Linked DNA regions of Pan troglodytes: region 1 is linked to region 2. Evidence: chromatin contacts called from public Hi-C data. All regions are on one chromosome and are shown on one strand. The core of a region is the stretch at or near the end of the contact, and the rest is flanking DNA. Distances in the headings are between cores, read along the strand shown. Region 1 holds the start of BDH2 (3-hydroxybutyrate dehydrogenase 2). Region 2 holds the start of SLC39A8 (solute carrier family 39 member 8).

Region 1 (6,409 bases), core at 2,764-5,263, 750 kb before region 2:
TCCCAACTTATAGAATCTCACTCTCCCAGTCACTGTGGCTTATTTTACCAGTAGACACACTGAGGCCTTTTGTAGTTGCACCAATCAAATGATGAAGACTGGTGTTTGATTTTCAGCAATTTTAGCCTCATGTCTACAGGAGAGAAGATCCTCTTTCAGGGCACGCCTAGAAGCTCTTAGGTTACTTATGTGGAGCTTGAGCCACGAATTTGAATCCCTGAAGTCATCCTTTTTTTTTTTTAAATAATTTTGCCCAACAATATTAGAAGCAACCAACCAACATTGGTATATTTCTTAGTTTTCCATAAATATTTGAAAGTATTATAGGGCCAGGCACAGTGGCTCACACCTGTAATCCCAGCACTTAGGGAGGCTGAGGCAGGCGGATCACAAGGTCAAGAGTTCGAGACCAGCCTGGCCAACATGGTGAAACCCCGTCTCTACTAAGAATACAAAAATTAGCCAGGCATGGTGGTGTGTGCCTGTAATCCCAGCTATTCGAGAGGCTGAGGCAGAAGAATCGCTTGAACCCAGGAGGCAGAGGTTGCAGTGAGCCGAGATCATGCCACTGCACTCCAGCCTGGGCGACAGAGCAAGACTCTGTCTCGGAAAAAAAAAAAAGTATTATATATAGAGTCACTTAAGTTCCTCACCTCTAAGAAGTGGTTGATTAGGAGTATCCAATGCAGACATTTTGCATACTTCTATGAACAGTTCATTTCTTGGACAATCAGTGCTCTCTGTACTATTAAAAGGAGAGCCAGGCTGGGCGCAGTGACTCATCCCTGTAATCTCAACACTTTGGGAAACTGAGGCAGGAGGAGCACTTGAGACCAGGAGTTTGAGACCAGCCTAGGCAACATACTGAGACCTCATCTCTACCAAAAAAAAAAAACAATTTGGAGGGCTGAGGCAGGAGGATGGCCTGAGCCCAGGTATTCAAGGCTACAGTCAGCTATGATGGTGCCACTGCACTCCAACCTGTTCAAGAGTGGGACCCCATCTCAAAGAGTAGAGCCTTTAGCATTTTCAAATCTAATCAGACTAAGAGCCAATTCCAGGAACCCCAAAATCAACTCAGGAAACTCATCCTTAAAATTTTGTTCCTCTAGAACCTCTCCTGTTACCAAAATCTGTCTTAGGATTTTCCAGAGAGACAGAACCAATAGAATATACACAGATGGTCACCAACTTGTCATGGTTCAACTTGAGATTTTTCAACTTTAGGATGGTGTGAGAGCGATACGCATTCAGTGAAAACTTTACTTTGAATTCTGATCTCTTCACAAGATAGCAATACTCTAATGTGATCATGGGCAGTGGCAGCAAGACACAGCTCTCAGTCAGCCATGGGATCACGAGTAAACAACTGACACTGTTCAGTGTACTCTGTTCAATAAATCCCATGAGTCAGTCAACACCTTGTTATAAAACAGGCTTTGTATTAAATGATTTTATCCAACTGTAGGCTAACAAGTGTTCTGAGCACATTTAAGTAGGCTCGGCTAAGCTCTATGTTCAGTGAATTAGGTATATTAAATACATTTTCAACTGACAATATTTTCAATTTACAATGGGCTTATTGGGATGTAACCCCACTGAAGCTTGAGGAAAAAAAAATATATATATATATGCAGAGAGAGAGAGAGGATGTTTATTAGGGGAATTGGCTTACACAATTAGGGAGGCTGAGAAGTCCCACCATAGGCTGTCTGCAAGCTGGAGAGCCAGGGAAACTAGGAGCATGGCTCAGTCCAAGTCTGAAGGCCTGAGAATCTGGTTGGAGTTCAGGTATCCAAGGCAGGAGAAGATGGATGTCCCAGTTCCGGAAGAGAGAGAATTCACCTTTTCTCTGCCTTTTTGTTTTGTCTGGGCCCTCAGCCAATTGGATAGTGCCTGCCCACATTGGGTGAAGTAGATCCTTACCCAGTTCACTGATTCCAATGCCGATCTCTTCCAGAAACACTCAGAGATGTCCCAGAAATAATGCTTACCAGCTCTCCGGGGATCCGTAAATCCAGTCAAGTTGACACCTAAAATTAACTATCACAAACATTGTCTTGAGAGCCTGGCAGAATTATATTCAGGAAACTTATTAAGAAACTGCCATTCACTCAGCAAATATTTAATGAGCATCTACTATCTGCCAATTACTGTTTTAGGCACTGAAAGGCACTATCAATGTGGAACTCATATTGTAGATAAGAAAACAAGTAACTAATACTCTTTTAATATGAGCTAATCACAATGTAAAGGTATAAAACATAGTCCCCACCCTTGAAGAAATTTAGTCTGCTGACAATACTAATGGGTAAGCAAGTATTTGCAATACCATGTGACTTAGGCCGTTATCAAGTAAGCATTATTGCTGAAGATTACAGAGGGATGCTGAAGAAAGCTACATCAAGAAGCATTGGAGTTGGCTTTGATTAGGGAACTCTCATACTCATAAACAGTCTGTTCCAAAAGCCTCAAAAGTCAAAGGGCATTATTAGTAAAGCAGGAACAAAGCTAGATGTTATTACAGATTGTTAGAGCCAGCATTAGAAGTTGCTGAAACAATGAACAAGGAGGGACAATTTTACCATAGACCTTATATAGACACATGCAGAAACTAAGTCCAGTTTTTAAAAGAACATTAAAAAGGGCAACTTTTACCATCCATTATAATTAAATTTCTCCAACAATGTCTTCATCATAAGAATCACTAACATGTATTAAGCACCTGTGTGGCAAACATTGTGCTGATGGATTCACAGGCTTAGTCGTTCCTCCTCACCACATCCCTGAGGTAGGTGCTATTTTACCTTCATTTTACAGATGAGAAACATAAGAGGTTCAGAGATTTAAGTGATTTACTCACTTAGCTAGTGAGAGAGAGATATGGGACTTGCTCTAGTCTTACTGACGCCACAGTCTTTGTTCTTATCCCCTGTGACTGTTAGAAATCACTTAGCTCCATGTAACAAAAAACCTGAAAAACACTAAAGTTTATTGTCCTCACATAAGAAGTCCAGAGGAGTTGTTGCCTTGAGGCTGTCATCAGGGCCGCAGGCTCCTTCTCTTGCTGGTCCCTGTCGTTAATGTGTGCCTCTGGCCTCAGATGAACTCACTAAATGGCTGCTCTGTCCCACGGCATCCTATCTTCATTCCAGGCAAAAAGAAAGGGAGGAGCAAAAGCTAAAAGCCTTTCAGAAGGGCTTACTTTTCTATTTAAGAAGGAGGCCCTCCTCAGAAATTCCCACCTGCATTTCATTGGCAACATCTATGCTGCTTGGCCACCCCTAGCAGCAAACGAGGCTATGAAGTAGAGACTTCTGTTTTCCAGCTTTGACAAGTGAGAAAAGGGGAAAGTGAGTTGGATGGGTGCTGAGGAAACCAATTTATACAGTACATATACAAGTAGCCTACACAATCACTCTGCTCAATGGCACTACAGATAAAGTACATGTTGCTATCCTAACCTAGAGGGCTCATGAGATCTAGTCCTTTCTTTTTGGCCTTATATCTCTGTTCTCTTCAGCCAAACGGGTTTTTCGCTGTTAACATGTTCCCTTTTAAGCCTCCACCCTGTCATCCAAGTTTCACGTTCCCCCTGACCCCATTCCCAGTGTAGTAAAAGGCTCCTGGCATTCTCCACTAAATGTGCATTAGTGTTAGAATAGTCTGAGCATGAAAAAATAAAAATCACAACTGTATCTCAAACAAAAAGGATTTTTTTTTTAATTTCTCTCCCTTAAAACAATCCAGGCCAAGTGACAGGAAGGCTCCAGAATTTTCAGTGACCTGGGTTCCCTCTATTTTGTTGCTCTGCTATCTTCCACACGCAGTTTCCAGCTCAGCCAATCTCGTCTACCCTGGCACCGCATATAGCAGGCATAAACAAAACAGAGAAGTGGAGAGACTGAAGTGAAGGAAATGATTTCCGCATCCTAAGTAAGCTCTAAGGTGCTTTTCCACTTTTCACCTTCCACTTGGAATTCATAGTTCTACCTGGATTCCACTAGATGGCAGCACATACATTTATAAAGTGTATGGATGGAGCCACTAAACTCTGAAAGCAGGGAAACTACAAATCCCAGCATGCAATATTAAGCGCTTGACTTGCTTCCAGACAAAGGTTGTCTCAAATTTGTTGCTCACACCGAGTTCTGGAGAACGCCATCAGCTCGCTGCTTAAAGTAAGATTTCCTAATACTTTTGAAATGAAACTTTAGAAAGGAAAGAGGGGAGGTTTAATTTTTAGATGTTGTTTTGTTCTGCACGTTGCCTGTTTCAAAATTAATCTGAGCAGTTAGATCAGTGTAAAGATGGGTTTTTAATGAGCCTGAAACTCTGTCGTATGTATGTTTTATAAAGTAGCCCAAGAAAAAAGGATTCTTACGGTATCCTAAGTGAACATTTTTCTTCCTGGCTCTTGAAAACAATGGCTTCCTGAATATGCGTTTGTGTCTCTGCTAATCAAAAATCAACATTTTGATTCTAACTTTTGGACTAAGGAAGCCAACATGTATGGTTTTCACATTGGATATATTGAGAGGTGCCTTGTTTTACCATTTCAGGCCGTGTTTGCTCTCATTTTCTCAAAGAAATCTGTTTTAGTTTGAGATTACAGTTTATCAAATGTTAAGGCTTTGACCCCAAAATCTGGTCCCAGAAAGACAGGAAGGCCAGGTAAGAGGAGGTTTTCAGAGTGCGTAGAAAGGCTGCTCTGTGCTTCGGCAATTCTTTTGGAAGTGCTTCTTCGGTTGGCAAAGATTCCTAGCAAAACCTTTGACTGGAGGCTTTACAGGGCCATATACCCAATATCACTAATGACAGTGTTGTAAAATAGCTTTTGTGCACCATGCTTAGGATTCAAGGAGGATAAAGATAAAGTATATCTTTCTAAAGTTATACTTTAGAAACTATCATTCCATGTTGAAATGATAAACATTCCATGTTTATCTTTTGTGTAAGAAGTAAAAAAGCAAAAATTCATTGCATCAAAGTAGGTCAGGCACTGTTAAAGCCAAGCTTCCCCATCGCCTAAAAAATGTGGACAAACTCAGAGGAAGTCAGTGAGTTGTAAGCTGATCCCTGGAGCCAGTTCTTACATAATTGTGTTAGTCTGCTCCTCCAAGAAGCAGACTCCAAGATAGAATTAAATATGCATGGATTTTATTAGGGGAAATGCTGGTGTGAGAGAGAATGAGGAGAGAACTAGGTAAGGCTGTGAGAGCCGTCAGACCTCGATGCAAGTCCACCCGCGAGGGAGGAAAAGAAGGAAGCCAGGTTGAGTGGAAGCATCCCAGACAGCTGTGTAGTCTAAGAGAACTTCAGCAAGGTAATAAGGAGCTTCTCTAGCCAGTCATCCGTTGGGGAGGAGGTCTATGTCTCCCAGAAATGAGTCTGCCTTAGTAAGCATGCGTGCTCAGGCACTGGCTTGTAACGGCCCCGAGAAGGTGGCCTCAGCACAAACCCAGAGAGGCAGCAGCAGCTGCGCCTCATTGTCCATTACTTCCTGGGGTCAGCGGTCTGCGAGGCACAGGCTCCTGGTGCCACAGTGGGGATTTAGAGCGGCCCGCAGGGCTTTGAGTACCATGAGACAATGCCATGAGATCTTCCCTTGGACCTGCAACAAGAAGGCCTAGGTTTGAATTCATAGCTGCAAAACACTGGGCAAATAACATTTCTTTGAAATTAGCCCCGTTGGTGATCAGGTCCTACCTACCTCTTATCTCTGAAACACTTCTCCAATCCACCTATCTCTCCATCCCTGCTATTTTCTCCAGCCCTGCTATTTCACCAGCGCCCCCCTCCAGATAACCCTAGCAGCCTCCTAATGGCACCCCATGCTCCTGCCCAGGTATGTTCTCCACAGCAGTCCTTCCAAAATACAAATCTGATCATGTCACACCCTTGCCATAAATCCTTCAGTGGCTGTTGCCTATAGGAGTAACTTGCCCTTCACCATGTGGACCTTGGACCAAGTGTGGAGGTTTGAAATGGAAGAGCATATTGGGTATAAAAAAAAAAAAAAGTTTGGCTAAAGAGAGAACTGAGATAAGTTCAAAGAGAAAGGACTAGGTAATATAAGCCCTTTAGGCAAGGCTATCAACCTGTACAAAATCAGGCAGATAATGGAACAGAGTGATTGTGTAGGCTAGTTTGCATGTACTGTAAGTTGGTTCATCAACACCATCCAACTCACTTTCCCCTATTCTTCGCTTTATCAAAGCTGGAAACAAAAGTCTCAACTTCCAACCTCTTTGCAGCTAGGAGTGGCCAAGTAGCATAGATCTGGTGAATGAACTGCAGGTGGGAATTTCTGAGAAGGTTTCCTTCTTAAATAGAAAGGTGAGACCTCTCTGAAAGCCTTTTGGCTTTTGCTCCTCCCTTTCTTTTTGCCTGAAATGTGGATATGATG
Region 2 (6,157 bases), core at 629-3,128:
TGGGTATAGATTAGCCATTTAAAGCATTCATTAATTTCCAAAAATCATTTTGCATCACGGAGGTCCAAAGGAAAAATAGGCAACAAACTATATTTTAAAATCCAATGAAAGGCTTGAAGAGTCCCACGAGCTGAGTGATTTAAGAGGACAACTGTGATATTAACTTACTTCTGGCCCTTAGATGAAATATTTGCCCTTTTAGCATCAACATAATTCTGTAAACTATTATTAACAAATACGTAGATTTTATAATTGGAAAGAGCACAGTATTAAGATCATTTAGTTCATCTCCCTTCAGGCATGAATCCTCCTACCACCTACTAAAGGCGGTCACCCAGGATCTGTTGATTTGAATCACTTTTGATCATGGAGAAATCACTATCTTCCAAGGCAGCCATGCCTTATAATTCCACAGAAACCTTCCTCTGGGTGACTTTGCCCCATGACTGCTGCCTTCTGTCCTCTGAAGTTAGATATAATATAGTTAAACCTTCTTCCATATGACAATCCTTCAGCTTCGTCTGCCTAGATCCTTAGCCTCTGGGAATGTTCTCTACCTGTCTCTTTCTTCTGCAGTTATGTCTTTAGGTTCCTCTTCTAAGATTAAGATTTTTTCCCTTTCCCCATCTTTTCCCCTTTGTCTAGACTTAATGTCTCTTTAAAATGTGCTATTTTAGGAGGCTGTGCATTCTCCTGATGAAAGGCAAGAACGGCATCTTGAATTCTTTTTATTGTCCTTAGTCACGTGAATGCAAAATGTCTGAGACAGGTCTCAGTCAATTTAGAAAGTTTATTTTGGCAAGGTTAAGGATGTGCCCCTGACACAGCCTCAGGAAGTCCTGAGACATGTGCCCAAGGTGGTCGGGGGTACAGTTTGCTTTTATATATTTTAGAGAGACATGAGACATCAATCAATATGTGTAAGATGTACAGTGGTTCAGTCCAGTAAGGTGAGACAACTGGAAGTGGGGGCTTCCAGGTTAGAAGTACAATAGACAAGAGACAAAAGGTTGCATTCTTTTGAGGCCATGATCAGCCTTCCACTCAATAGACAGTTTAGTCTGGCCCAGTGAATCTGCATTTTTTGCATAAACGATGGAGAAGAGAAAGCAATCAGATATGCATTTGTCTCAGGTGAGCCTCAGAGGGATGAATTTGAATAGAATGGCAGGCAGGTTTGCCCTAAGCTGGTCCCTTCTTGATGTTTCCCTTTAGCTTGGTGATTTTGAAGTCTCAAGATTTATTTTCCTTTCACAGCCATCTAACAGTGAAGCATGGTTTCACTTTACACTTGAACCACTATATCCACCAGATACAAACTTTGCCTCAAACACCACACTCACTTTACACAAACCTGTTGACATCACACCTAAGTCAGCTTTTCTTGAGCCCCCATATGAACAAATAAACATTCCTCTGATCTGCGGATATCCCGCCAGGAAGGGCCGGCTTGGGCAGTGCTGGCTCAGCTAGCCCGCCACCGCTACCATTGGATTTCCTCTTTCTCCTCTGATTTTAAGAAGTGAGAAAAAAAAGCAATTCCTGTTAATTATGTAGACAATGCAAGGGTCTCAGGCTCCATTTCAGCAAGTTGGTTTCATCAAGATCACGAAAAGATGCATGCGTCCCCGAGACCAGAGAGGAGTTAGGGACCCCGACACGGAGGTGGCATCAGGTAACCCTCAGGAGTGAGGGTGGGGAAGAGGGCATGGCTGATGCTGGGAATGAGCAGCGCCCGCGGAGGGAAGGCCGGCGGTCCTGCGCCCCGGCGTGGACGCGCGCGGGAGTTCAGGCTGGGGAAATGGGTCACCACGTGCTACGGAGGCGGGGACAGGGCCCTCCTCCCCTTATTTGTAAAGAGCGCCGGAGCGGATCGCGGAGTTTCACCGCGGACCTGTCAGAGATACAGAGGTTGTGGGGGCGGGAGACAGAAAGAGAGAGAGATCCAGAGACCGAGTCTTACGTTGACACGCAGAGAGAAAGACGCAGAGACAGACAAACAAACAGATAGGAGAGGTGAGAGGCCAGCGAGTGCTTCCGATTAACTTGCCAAACTCAGAGAAGATCCGGGGAGAGGGAGGGTCCCCTTTAAACGCGCAATCCCCAGGACTCCGGAAGAGCCCTTTTCTGCAGCTGCTTGGGGACTGCACGTCTCACTTCTAAGTTTGCGGCGGAGAGAATAAAGCAGAAAGACAGGAAGAGGAGGTGGAGTTCTACAGTTAGTGTGGTTTTAGTTTTTCCTAAGAAGTGGCGTGGTTTGGGGCTTTATATCCGGGAGGAGCATATGTACGCAAATCCTGGGGCGTTTGCAAACCCGGATCCGGGGCGTCTGGCCCCATGCCCGGCCGGGCGTTTGAGGGCTACTGCCACGCAGCGTTTCTGGAGCCGGCCGGCTGGTGCCCTGGTGGCCTTTATCTCTGTCCCCCTTTGTCCTCTTTATCTCAGGCTCTCCAGGAGGCCGGGGGGCCCACTCCGCCTATCGCTCCCCTCGGCTACGCTGCCACTTCAATGCCCCGCAGGTCGCGAGCTGCTGTTCTTTCGAAGGCGTCGGAGAACCAGGGGCGTCCCGCGCCACCTCTGACTCGGAGCAGCGCCGAGCACTGACGCTCCCGCCCTTGGGCACGGACGCCAGTGCGCCCGCGCGCGTCCCTCTGCGCGGCAGCCCGTCGCGGGCCCTCAAGGGGAAGCCCAGGCCAGGATGGCCCCGGGTCGGGCGGTGGCCGGGCTCCTGTTGCTGGCGGCCGCCGGCCTCGGAGGAGTGGCGGAGGGGCCAGGGCTCGCCTTCAGCGAGGATGTGCTGAGCGTGTTCGGCGCGAATCTGAGCCTGTCGGCGGCGCAGCTCCAGCACTTGCTGGAGCAGATGGGAGCCGCCTCCCGCGTGGGCGTCCCGGAGCCTGGCCAGCTGCACTTCAACCAGGTAAGGCCGCCAGGTCCGGGCAGCCCTCCGTACTGTGGGTGTCCCTAGACTTCACTTTGTATATGAGCCGTTTTTATTTGGGAAAAGTGCAGGAGAAAGAATCTTGTTATATTTCTCAAGTAGAAGGCGGTATCTGGTGACACTTGCTTTTCACTAGACGAGGCTGAAGGATTAAAAGGTTAACGTTGTTAAGGGATTTGGCAGCCAGAAACTGCAGTTTTACGCCTGATGAACTGAGAGGTCCGACTCTGGTGATTGTAACATTTTATAGAAAACTTTATGAAGTAGTTGAGGGTGTGACGCCACTTTAACAGATGCTTTTTAGATAGGAATGAGTTACTTAAATCTTGCCAGAAAGATAACGGCTCGCACACTTCCTACAAGGTTAGCAAGGAAGATTATCACATGCCACCCTGGTTAACAGTTGCCCGGTGCGTAACCAGTGCTATTTGAAAACGAGATATAATGTAGTTCTGGCTCCTGTGTACATTACATGAGGCATTCAGGGCTGAAACAGGGGCGGCCTTGAGACTAAGATTCTAATTTGGTCATCCAGATGGTGGTAGACTAGGCTTATATTGTTAGTTCCTTGTCATATGTCAGGTCAAATATTTGATTCTAGTATTTATCCAAAATGATTAAAAAAACATTTTTCAGTAATAAACAGGGTACTACTAGGCATTTGGCAATACCTTGGGTTTAAGAACAAGCTTCAAACTACGTAGGAGCAGTTAAACATCATACCTCTTTGTAAACATAAAATCAAATTATTCCTAATTATTTCTATAATAAATACTCTGTGATTGGGTAGTTCTTAAAATTGTTAAGTAGACAAAGTGTAGTTTCTGCATCCTTCCAAAACTGCTCTCCGTCTTTTAAAACTCAGTTAACTCAGTGCTTTGACTTGTTTTCCTTTACTCCTGTCCCACTGACAGCTGATATTGGAGGGTAGAATACGGTATTTTCCATATTGTTTGTCATTTTTGGACGATGTTAGTTTGTTACAAGAAGTTTTTGGGGTCCAAGATGTTTGGGAAATGCTGCATATTATACTCTGCTCTTGGAAATTTGGCGTTTCCTAATGAATATGACTTTAGATTACAGTTAGGGAAACTGTAATCAAATAAATTCCATGTTAATAACATTATACGTAGATTGATCTTCTTTTTGTTAGAAATATCTTACCACAATTAAAGTATATGGCTCTTAAGAAAAGTAGAACTTTCTGATGCCATAGCATGTCAGAGGTGGTCTCTCTTTGACCTAGAAGGGTTTTGTGGTCCCCTTATGCATGTTCTTTAGTAAATTGTCTATAATTCGAGTTCTGGGCATGGTATTTTATCTGGGGTAATATCTGAGAAATGATGTGTTGGAAAAATGGAAATGCCCACAAATTATGCTAATATTTAAGAAAATAAAGTGTTTGCTGGCTAGTTGCATTCTTTTCTTATCAAATAGGGGAAACAACTGAGCTGACTCCAGTATTTCCAGGTAGGTATGGTCACGTGCTTGGAAAGAAGTTTAGAGGATTGACTTGAAGCTGCATATCTGTAGCCCACACATTGTTTTGACTTGCATGACCTCCTTATCTTGCAGTGTCTGGAGGTGTTGATGAATTTTAAAGGGGCAAAAGACCTCCCCACATCACCTTTGCAAAGACATTGGAAAACATGCCTAAATTATTTAGGAAAATTGGTTAAGTGTACCAGTAATACGATTCTCTGTTTATTAGCAGGTAGGATGTCTCAATAGGTAAAATTATATGTATCTTGACACCTGTTTTCTCATTCTCATGTTTGCATATTTAACTGCCCTCATTATGGCCTCTGTGGGCATCAAAAAGAGACAGGAAGAAGCCCATAATTACCTTGGAAAGAAAAGGAAGCCAAGGAAAATTTACCACTTAATAAGCCTAACAAACATCTCTTTGATGTTCTTGCTTTTTTTTTGAGACTGAGTTTTACTCTTGTTGCTCAGGCTGGAGTGCAATGGCACGATCTCAGTTCACCACAACCTCCCCCTCTGGGTTCAAGCAATTCTCCTGCCTCAGCCTTCCAGGTAGCTGGGATTACAGGTGTGTGCCACCACACCGGGCTAATTTGTATTTTTAGTAGAGATGAGGTTTCTCCCTGTTGGTCAGTCTGGTCTCCAACTCCCGACCTCAGGTGATCCGCCGGCCTCGGTCTCCCAAAGTGCTGGGATTACAGGCATGAGCCATGGTACCCTGCCTGATGTTCTAAAAAGTCCTAATGATGACAATAATCATTGGTTAAACGATGACAAATGAAATACCAATCTAAAAGAATCCATTGATTTGCTGGTAAGTGATGGACTTGAGCCCACAACATTCATGTATGCTCCAGTGTGAAACCACCCAATTCTGGAGTAAAATTTTAGGGTCATTAATGCTTACATACCCTAAGGAATACAACTTCAGTTTCCTCACAGGGTGGAATAAACAATGCACATGTCTATTGTGAGACACTGGTTTTTGGCTTTGAAAAAGGCTAAGAAGATAAAATTTGTTTCAAGGTCCAGGAATTTACTGAATCTTCTACAAGACTTAGTTTTCAAATAACATTGTTCTTTTGGTTGAGGGCTGTGATATTTATTAGGTCAGCTTTTCTCAGGTAATAGACTAATGAACTCTGGAGATTTGTTAGACAATTTTGGAAGGTTTTCTAAATATTTTTCTTCGTATCCTTAAGTAAGGACTACTAAATTAGCTTGTTGCTTTGGGATATCAAAGAGATCAGAGTTCAAACTGTAGACAGTAGAACAATTGAGCCAATAGTTTTGCTTCTTATAGCTACTGACAGTGCAAAGAGTTAGGTAGAAGCAGTGACCAAAACAACAAAGAAGAGGGAGCCCTTTTAGCCAAATAGGTCTCTGGGGCCCTCATTTCTGGATAAAGGTCTGATCTATTGAGGGGAGTTCCTAGAATACACAGGGAAGCCCCAAATATCTGGATACCCCTGGGTTATTAATCTAGGACATTTAAGAATGGCCTCAGTGCTGCCTTTTGTTTGTTCAGCTGTTCCTTTCTCATTCTTCAAATGTTCCTTTTCCTCATTTCCTCTTTCAAACACTGTATTTTCAAGTTCTTATGTGTAGATAGTGGTTAAACAGCCTGATAAAAGGAAGATCCTATTTTCTAAATTATCACACTGAGCTGCTGGAAATGCCTCCATTCAGAGTTTCTTCTTCTGATATATATTTTTTGATGTATATCTTGCAGCC

What was found. Hi-C and Micro-C count contacts between places; a contact is called where the count stands out from the background.
Region 1: a contact with region 2 is called in a Hi-C map of stem cell-derived neural progenitor cells, with 2.7 times the contacts expected there. The contact joins the promoter of BDH2 here to the promoter of SLC39A8 in region 2. A contact is called at or near these places in 1 of 7 Hi-C or Micro-C datasets (stem cell-derived neural progenitor cells) and 1 of 1 datasets of contacts at active chromatin or transcription factors (stem cell-derived excitatory neurons).

What each region holds. Positions count from the first base shown.
Region 1 is chr3:104,558,380-104,564,788 of NHGRI_mPanTro3-v2.0_pri, reverse strand. It overlaps BDH2 (3-hydroxybutyrate dehydrogenase 2), which reads left to right and starts at 4,013. Exons shown (of 11, transcript XM_009448077.5): 1 at 4,013-4,181.
Region 2 is chr3:103,805,465-103,811,621 of NHGRI_mPanTro3-v2.0_pri, reverse strand. SLC39A8 (solute carrier family 39 member 8) reads left to right here and starts at 1,878. Exons shown (of 10, transcript XM_009448071.4): 1 at 1,878-2,016; 2 at 2,446-2,917. The coding sequence starts at 2,699.